Linked DNA regions of Zea mays: region 1 is linked to region 2. The links are chromatin contacts, called in public Hi-C maps. All regions are on one chromosome and are shown on one strand. Each heading gives the region's core, a stretch centred on a gene start, on an enhancer-like site or on the middle of the called end of the contact. The rest is flanking DNA. Distances are from core to core; before and after follow the strand shown.

Region 1 (4,730 bases), core at 1,320-3,819, 110 kb before region 2:
TAGCCGATATCTTTACCAAACCACTAGATGAGAAAACTTTTACCAAACTTAGGCATGAGCTAAATATTCTTGATTCTCGGAATTTTGATTGATTTCTTGCATACATAGCTTATTTATATACCTTTGATCATCTCTTTCATGTGCTATGACTAATGTGTTTTTCAAGTGCATTTCATGCTAAGTCATAGATTGAAAGGGAAATGGAGTTCTTCGGCCAAGACAAAGGCTTCCACTCCACTCCATCAAATTACTCATCCTTCGCCGTCACTCTGCACCGTTCTCCAATTTGGTATAATCTTCACTCCTATATTATTTACCAAAGGGGGAGAAAGTTTGTCTAAAAGGGCTTATATTTCACTCACAAGTATTCGTTTTTGGCGATTCATGCCAAAGGGGGAGAAAATATTAGCCCAAAACAAAAGGACCGCACCACCACCAATTTCAAAAATTTGTAGTCTTTCAATTTGTATTAAAGAAGTGTTTTTAAAGATTTTCAAATTGGTATCTTATTTTTGATATAATTTCAAATTGGTATAACCCCTTTCAAAATTAATATCTAAAACCCTCTTGAACACTAAGAGGAGAATTTCATTGAGGGGGAGTTTTGTTTAGTCAAAGGAAAAGCATTTAACACAGGGGGAGAAAATTTCAAATCTTGAAAATGTTTCTCAAAATCTTATTCATATACCTTTAACTATTTGCAAAAGACTTTGAAAAAGAATTTCCAAAACATTTGCAAAAACAAAACAAGTGGTGCAAGCGTGGTCCAAAATGTCAAAATGAAGAAAGCATCCATGCATATCTTTTGAAATATATATTGGTTTAATTCCAAGTAACCTTTGCACTTACCTTATGCAAATTAGTTCAATTCTGCACTTATATATTTGCTTTGGTTTGTGTTGGCATCAATCGCCAAAAAGGGGGAGATTGAAAGGGAATTAGGCTTACACCTTTTCCTAAATGATTTTGGTGGTTGAATTGCCCAACACAAATAATTGAACTAACTAGTTTGCTCTAGATTATAAGTTTTACAGGTGCCAAAGGTTCAACACAAACCAATAAAAAGTCAAAGAAAGGGTTCAAATAAAAAGAGCAAAAGACAACCCAAAGGCAGCCCTGGTGTGGTGCACCGGACTGTCCGGTGTGCCACCGGACAGTGTCCGGTGCACCAGGGAGTTCCACTCCAAACTTGCCACCTTCGGGAATTCGGGGAGGCCGCTCCGCTATAATTCACCGGACTGTCCGGTGTAGCACCAGACTGTCCGGTGTGCCAAGCGGAGCAACGGTCGTCCGCGCCAACGGTCGTCTGCAATGCTACAGTGAACAGTGAACAGTGCAACTGCGCGCGCAGAAGTCAGAGCAGGCGCCAGAAGGCGCACCGGACAGTAAACAGGACCTGTCCGGTGCACCACCGGACTGTCCGGTGGCCCCGTTGTCAGAAGCTCCAACGGTCGGAACCCAACGGCCTGGTGACGTGGCTGGTGCACCGGATTGTCCGGTGCGCCATACGACAGAAGCCTTCACCAACGGTCATTTTGGTGGTTGGGGCTATAAATACCCCCCAACCACCACACTTCAATGGATCCAAGTTTTCAGCCATCAAACCTCATACAAGAGCTCTAGACTTCATTCCAAGACACAAAAAAGAGATCAAATCCTCTCTCAAGTCCGGAATCACTCCAAACAAATTAGTGACTAGAGAGAGAGACTTTTGTGCTCTTTTGAGCTCTTGCGCTTGGATCGCTTTTCTTCTTCCTCTATTCTTGTTTCCAACTCACTTGTAATCAAAGCAAGAGACACCAAGCTGTGGTGGTCCTTGTAGTGGACTAAGTGTCCCATTTGATTGAAGAGAAAGGCTCACTCGGTCTAAGTGACCGTTTGAGAGAGGGAAAGGGTTGAAAGAGACCCGGTCTTTGTGACCACCTCAACGGGGAGTAGGTTTGCAAAAACCGAACCTCGGTAAAACAAATCACCGTGTCATTCACCTTATTCTCTTGTGATTTGTTTTCGCCCTATCTTTCGGACTCGACTTTATTTCTAACGCTAACCCCGGCTTGTAGTTGTGCTTAAACTTTATAAATTTCAGATTTGCCTATTCACCCGCCTCTAGGCGACTTTCACTTCTAGAGTTGGAAAAGGGAGGGAGAATTAATAATAAATATTATTAAAAATTTGTAGAGTTTATATCCACAATTAGGATGGTATTGGACATTTGGAAGCCTGAAAATTCAAGGTAATGATTTAAACTCAAAATTCAAGTGTGGAAATTGTAAATAAGAAAGGGAATTTCAATGAAACTATTTATTCCATAAATAAATAGCGAGGAGGAGAATGAATAATAAATTGTAAACAGTATAGTGTATATTCACATTTGGATTAATTCTGCCACTTAGAAATTTGAAGTTCAAAACTAGAATTTAAAATTTAGTTTGAAATTGGGAAATAGAAAAAAAGAAATAAAAAAACAAAAAAACAGAAAACCTACGTGGGCTGGAACCCTAACATGTCGGCCCATTCCCTGTTTCCCATGCTCCCAGCTAGCCCACCTTCATCTCCTAACACCGCCATGCGGGGCCCACTTGGCGCCTCACCTCATGCTCCAACCCGGGTGCCGCCGTCACGTGGAGCCCCTCTATCAGGTTCACCTTCTCCGACCGAAGCGCAACAGAATCCGAACGAGCTCGCTTGATTTCCGCCAAACTCGGCCATGGCCGTTTATTCGGCCGGTGCCTGTCCATATAAGGAGAACCCTTCCCTTCGCCCATTACGGCACCCCCTAGATCCGTGTTGTACGAGCCGCCGTCGAGGGCTACGCCGCCAACCCGAGCTACCGAGAGAGGGAGATAATAGAGTGACGGAGCTCGCTGCCATAGAAGCCGCGTGCGTCGTCCAGTTTCTGAGAACCGTCCTGGGAACTTCGCCATGGCGCGGTATGGGTTGCCATTGCTCCGGTGCGGGGGATGACCAACCGTGGGTCTGAGGTTCGCCTCCACGATTGGGAGTCATGGTGGCCGCCGCATCAGGGTTCCCCTACACCGGCGCTTGACCATCGGAATCCACGTTGGAGACTTCACCGCGGTACAAGAAGAGTGTTCAAGGCGTCTCGGTGTTTGCATGAGGACCATAGAATATGGGACGGCTCACCCGAGCACTCCGGTCACCATGGAGCCGCCGTGTCCCATGGGTTGCATCGTCGTCACCCCGATACGTGGTAAAATGCATTCTTTGATGTTCGCGCTTGTATGAATTACGTTTCGCTCTGTTCCTAGTCGCGATTACTTCACCAATGCAGCTCTTTGGGTATTCCGACGGGGCCTCCGCCGCGTGCTGGGGCGCCGCCGCCGTGTTTGGGGTCGTGGGCAAAGAGGGGAATGGCCTTGTGTCGTTGATTCTATTACGGAGAGTGGAGATCAGTTCGGAGCATGCACCGATTTGGCAGACGAAATCCTGTCCGTCGAGATCCAATCGGGCGAGCTAAATTGGATCGTGTGCAAACAAATCGGTACCGTTGATATACAATCCAACTGTCGAAAAGGCATAGTTGTTCTTTATACCATGATATGATCCTGGTCATCGGAGTAATCCACCGGCTAAGATCGAGAGATACCCCTTCGCGACAGCAACTTTTCAAAAGAGCCCCTATAGATTTATGAATTAAACCCACAATCCACAAAAGGCTTAAGACCATTACGATTAGGTCCAGATTTTTATGGAATAGTCCCCAAAGTCCTAAGAAATAATATTTGTGGTATATATGGTGCAGAAAATAATAAAAGAAAAATATGGAAATCGATTTTCAAGTATAAAGTAATCCTAGAAAATTCATGTGTTGCTCATTTTTACTCCGATTGGATGCGTTCAAGTTTCGTTAGCTTCATAAAAACATTGTCCATGCAATAACAACATTAATTTTATCATAACACATATTCTTATAAATGGATATTGATTAATTTGTGTTTAGTGGATTAAGTTTGCTAATTAAAGATAACCTATCTATAATATGATTAAAATATGATTCCGAATCAGGTTATAATCAAGATTAAAAGTTAATTATTTATAGGATAGTCTCTCATATGGTGTATATTAACCAATTTATAATATAGTTTAATATTTAACCACGTGAATCTTCAGAAAATCATAACTCTATAACCGTAATTCCGAATTTAGTGGTTCTTGAACCCACGATCTCGTAGGTTCGCGTAGATCATTATTATTCAGTTTGTACTTATGTTTGATGTGATGTTAATTTTGCCTATACATTGTTTGTTTGTATTGCTACGACTAGCGCGAGGTTATGAGTCACCTGAAGAGCAAGTTGGTACCTAGAATCTTAAGTCCCAAGCAAGTTGTGCCCTTGATCACTTCTTTTTACCCAGTCATGTTCTTATTAATCATAATAATCTGCATAGGTTAATTTTGATGGGACCCAATAGGTTAACCTAGTTTGACTATCTTTATACCTTGTTTACCACTGAATTTATTTGGGTAGTACCTGCTATTGCTTTATGTGGTTTTGGGTATGCATATACACATTATTCATGACCCTACTTTTATTATCAGTTTGTTATTTACTATTAATGATAAGATCATTATGTTAATTGGAACATGGAGAACCACCCGGGAAAACAGTGCTACCACAAGGGTGGTATGGGACGCTCTTGGCTGACTAATTAGGAAAGCTAGTGGAGGACTACCTTACCCGAAAGGGGCAAGGGCAGTAGGGGAGTGGT
Region 2 (5,070 bases), core at 1,615-4,114:
AATTCTCTCAGCAACCTTATTGATTTTTCCTGCTACTGTTCTCACATTTTGCTCGACCTTTCACTTCCCAGTATGAAGCAAAGCTCTTCCCTGGCTTGATCTATCGAATAAAGCAGCCAAAAATCGTGCTGCTGATTTTTGTTTTCGACAAGATTGTTTTGACAAGAGCTAATGTTAACAGCCTTTTCTTGAGTCCATTATTATTAGAGTACATCTTAGTTTTTTTTATCGCGTTAGAGTATATCCAATATTTTCTCTTTTCAAGTGAGAGATGAGACGTCGCTTTTGAAAATATCTATCCAGTCCTCATAAAGTTCATAAAATCCAGCAATGCTAAGTACATGGTAATTGCTAATGGACATGAATAATTAGGGTATGCTATTCAAGTATGTGCCTAGTTGTTGTTGTTGTCTCCCTTTATCGTTTTGTTTCCTGATTTTTACGATACCATTATCTGTGACGCTCACGAGACTTATATAATATACTATCCTTTTATGGAATCAATGTTGATTAATATTCGCTACATATTTATCATTGTTCATTTTTTATCAATGACAAAGCACATGTACAATCTTATATATCTTTTAAGATATGTAAATGTCCACTTTTGGTGATGCTAATAAAAATATAGAATAACATATAATATTTTTGCATATCAATGTATTTTATCACTATTTGAATTGCACACAAATTTCATGTCATTAGTGTTAGTTTGTGAGATATGGGGTTGATGATATATATGTTGTCTGTTTTCATGTAATTGTTGTGCACTAATATTTATCGAATAATTTATACGTCGTCGCAACGCACGGGCACATACCTAGTATATATATAAGAGGATTTTTGGGTTGCGCCCCGGGCCCAAATCTGCCCCTGGCCATGATAATCTATATTCGAACGCTTGTTATATATGACGACGACCAAATGTGATCACATTAGCCAATGTGCAGTAAGCTATGTCCTTAGTCCTGAATCAAACAATGGTTTAAGTTATTTTAATTTTGTGCGTGAAAGACTATTGGAACGGGCTCATTATGGATGTCCAGGCTTGCAGCCCATGCACCGAGCGTTGTATTCCTAATAAAGTTCATGACCTTATATACGTATATAGATAGTGTCTGTGTAAGCCCTGATAAACTGGCATTATATTTGTAGCAGCGATGATTTGTGTCTTTTTAGCAATATTTATGTTATCTGATTTATTTTAAATATTCTTGAATAGTAACAGATATAGGGGCTTAAACATTTATACCCCTACTTTGAGGCCTTATAGTGATTTTGCCCTGATTTTTAACTTTATGTTTTTACCTCTGCAATTTAAAATTGTAGGCAAATTTTGCCTTTGTTCTATCAAGTCATTGCAATAGTGTTGATTCTGAGATAAAATGACAATTTTTGCTATATGATTTTGCCTCACTTTAGTTGGTTCTTTGTGACTTTACCCCTGTTTTGAATCGAAGATTTAGACATTATTTTTACAGTTTTGAATTTAACACATCATACATTTAAAATATGTGCATAATGGTATGTTTTATTAAAACAATGGCAATATTTTATGACAAAATACGGACACATATGTAATTGTACTCGCATATATTTAATAGATAATCGTGAACCACATATGACAACCACGACGTAGAAACCACCGGATAGTAACATGCCAAGTAGCAAATATATTCTGCAAAACTTTACTCTAACTCTTTAAGATCGTTGTGTTATATTCTCTGAAAAGTCAAAGTATTGATATATATAAGTAAGACAAAATTTCTTATATGATCTACATATATGATACTCCCTCCGTCATACTATTCGTTTTAGATCTTTATTTTTGTGTCCATATTCAAATTGATGATAATAAACCTAGACACATATATAAAACACAAACATTAAATATTTCATGAATCTATTAACACTTTCTAAAATAAATATTATTTTAGGACAGAAAGAAAATATAAAAATCGTACTAACGCATGTGCAACTAACTACGTAATTATGTAGTATTTGAATATGCATGTGCACTCTGGCAAGGTTGCAGTGAAGGGGAGAAATAATAATAAAAAAAAGCTTTGGGGATTTAGTGATTTGGCTCTCCTGGTAGCAATCGGATCATCTCCGGTAATTTTCCCGAGGGTCGGCCATTGCCTCACATCAGTGATCGGAAGTCACTGTAAAGAAATGACATCTCTTCCGGCAGAAGTCTGTGTATAGGAGGGTACCAAATATTTTTAAGAGAAAGAGGTATTTCCTTGTGAATAGTAGAGAAACAGACATTTTTGGCTAGGAGCCAAATCTGCAGAAAGGGACTCATTCTCGAGTTCTCTGGTTTCTCCAAAAGATTTGATGAGGAGCCACACCAAACATTGTTTTTTTACTAACGCTCCTATATTTTTATTAACACTTTACACTCCTATATTTTTATTAACGTATCTAAAAAATAATAAAATCTATAGATACAAATATTAATATTTATGACACTAAATAAATAATATAAAAATATTTTTAAATAAAAATCTAATAATCATTATAAATTTTCCTGGTTAAACTAAATTTTAACTAATTAATATCAAAATATCTGGCTCTATAAATTGGTTCTTTCACTCTCGGGCTAGCCAAAATAACTCGCATGTATTTATAGAGAGGTAAATAGGGAGTTAAATAAAGAGTTAAAAAATTGATGCTCTTAAATACTTTAACCAGAAATTGTTATAGCATTGTTATTTTGTGAAGCTGCATGTGAGGTATTGCGTCAAGTCTGACATGCAGGTAGAAGTTGACAGCCTTGCAGTGGCAGTGCCCCCATGCCACCATGTCACCGCATCTGTACATTATTTGTGGTCCAAAGGCAGAAACAAACAACTGGACGTGAAGTTGGCAGCCTCTGGTTTTACAGATAGAGTGTTTAACTGAGAGTTCATAGGTCAATGAACATAAGACATGCATCTACTCCATATATTTGATTACTGCCCACGAGATTAGCAGGCTGGCTTGCGCATCCAACCTACCGCTTGATTTAATCAAAGTAGCAAGACAGCTCTTGCAGCAGTCTTGCTGCTCCTCAAAAAAGGCTCGGACCAATACAAGCTGCAGCAACAGCCATGGCTTCAGCGAAGCAGAGCAAGAAGATGCGCATACTTCTGATCCCATTCTTCGCCACCAGCCACATCGGGCCCTACATCGACTTCGCCGTCCGTCTCGCGGCAGCCAGGCCAGGAGCCGTCGAGCCCACCGTCGCCGTGACCCCGGCCAATGTTGCGGTGGTCCGGTCGGCGCTCGAGCGCCACGGCCCCGCGGCGAGCGGCACGGTCAGGATCGTCACGTACCCGTTCCCGCGCGTGGATGGCCTCGCTCCGGGCGTGGAGAACCTCTCCACCGCCGGAGACGACGCGTGGCGCATCGACGCCGCCGCCATCGACGAGGCCCTCTCGCGGCCGGCGCAGGAGGCGCTCCTCAGGGAGCGGTCCCCCGACGCCGTCGTGTCGGACTACCACTTCTTCTGGACCAGCAGCATCGCCGCCGAGCTGGGCCTGCCGTGCGTCGTTTTCAGTGTCATCGCCCCCTTCTCGGGTCTCGTCATGCGCATCCTCGCCGGCGCCGTCGTCTCTGGGTCGCGTGACGTTACCGTTCCCGGGTTGCCAGGGCCGGAGATACGGATCCCCGTCAGCGAGCTGCCGGAGTTCCTGAGACGCCCGGCGAAGGACCAAGGCACGTTCAGCCCCTGCAACGCGGCGCAGGCCAGGTGTTTGGGCGTCGCCTACAACACGTTCGCAGGCATGGAGCAGGAGTACCGCGAGGCGAACGTGCGCGCCAAATCCTTGAAGCGCTGCTACTTCGTCGGCCCCGTCTCACTGCCGCTGCCGGCGGCAGCGGCAGGCACCAGCGAGTCTCCATGCATCAGGTGGCTCGACTCCAGGCCAAGCTGCTCGGTGGTGTACGTGTGCTTCGGCACCTACGCCGCCATCTCGGAGGACCAGCTCCGGGAGCTGGCGCTCGGCCTGGAGGCCTCAGGGGAGCCGTTCCTGTGGGTGGTGAGGGCCGACGGGTGGACGCCGCCGGAGGGCTGGGAGCAGCGCGTCGGGGAGAGGGGGATGCTGGTGAGAGGGTGGGCTCCGCAGACGGCGGTGCTGGCCCATCCAGCGGTGGGCGCGTTCCTGACGCACTGCGGGTCGAGCTCGTTGCTGGAGGCGGCGGCGGCCGGCGTGCCGATGCTGACGTGGCCGCTGGTGTTCGACCAGTTCATCGAGGAGAGGCTGGTGACGGACGTGCTCGGGATCGGGGAGCGGGTCTGGAGTGGGGCGCGGAGCACGAGGTACGAGGAGAGGGAGCTCGTGCCGGCGGAGGCGGTGGCTCGGGCGGTGGCGAGGTTCTTGGAGCCAGGCGGGCCGGGGGAGGCGGCGAGGGGCAGGGCGCGGGATCTCGCAGTGAAGGCCCACGCTGCCGTAGCGGAGGGCGGCTCGTCGTCCCGTGATCTGCATCGCCTCATCGACGACCTGGTCGAAGCCAGAGCGGCAACGAGCAGCTGCAACGCTGACAGCGAGTAAGAGATGGAATTGCTGGAGATGTCTCGATCTGGCGAGCAACTGGAAGAAGGTCTCGAACAGCCTTCACGGACAAGTACGCCATCTGCAACGTACGTACGTTCTCGGAGTCGAAGAAAACACTTATGGAAATAATATGGTACTGCACCACCTCGATTTCTGTCACTCGTGCTTGCTTTGCTTCCCAAGATATTGTGCCAGCAGGAGCTGTCGCCATCTCCGATCCACCGCAAACCAAACCGCTTGGTAGTTGGCAGGTGTCGCCATCTCCGACTCCGATCCACCGCAACTACTCCTACCGTCCAATTTTCGTTTCGAGCACCTCTCTCTCTGACCCTTCCCCATGTACAGGGAAATGCTCTCGTCGCCTTGGACTATCCTGCCCAAACCGACGCTGTCGTTCAGCTATTTATTTTTCTGAGGAACAAAAGAATGGTTCAAAAGGTTACGAACAGTTTCAGGGGCGTGCCTGTAAAAACCGAGGACCTTACCAAACTACGGTCTTCTCACAACCAAAGCTAGAAAAAGCAAACAC

What was found. Hi-C and Micro-C count contacts between places; a contact is called where the count stands out from the background.
Region 1: a contact with region 2 is called in a Hi-C map of ear, with 2.2 times the contacts expected there. The contact joins the enhancer-like site here to the promoter of LOC100191999 in region 2. A contact is called at or near these places in 2 of 25 Hi-C or Micro-C datasets (ear and tassel).

What each region holds. Positions count from the first base shown.
Region 1 is chr8:124,416,535-124,421,264 of Zm-B73-REFERENCE-NAM-5.0, reverse strand. No RefSeq gene overlaps it. Among protein-coding and RNA genes, the nearest start is that of LOC100382397, 60 kb to the right of the region's middle. Within about 2 kb of position 2,569, at least 19 of the 20 cell types and tissues checked have an H3K27ac peak or open chromatin away from gene starts, as enhancers often do. A contact at or near this core is called in ear and tassel, where this site is marked.
Region 2 is chr8:124,307,880-124,312,949 of Zm-B73-REFERENCE-NAM-5.0, reverse strand. It overlaps LOC100191999 (Cytokinin-O-glucosyltransferase 1), which reads left to right and starts at 2,864. Exons shown (of 1, transcript NM_001137423.2): 1 at 2,864-4,698. The coding sequence starts at 3,096. The coding sequence ends at 4,538.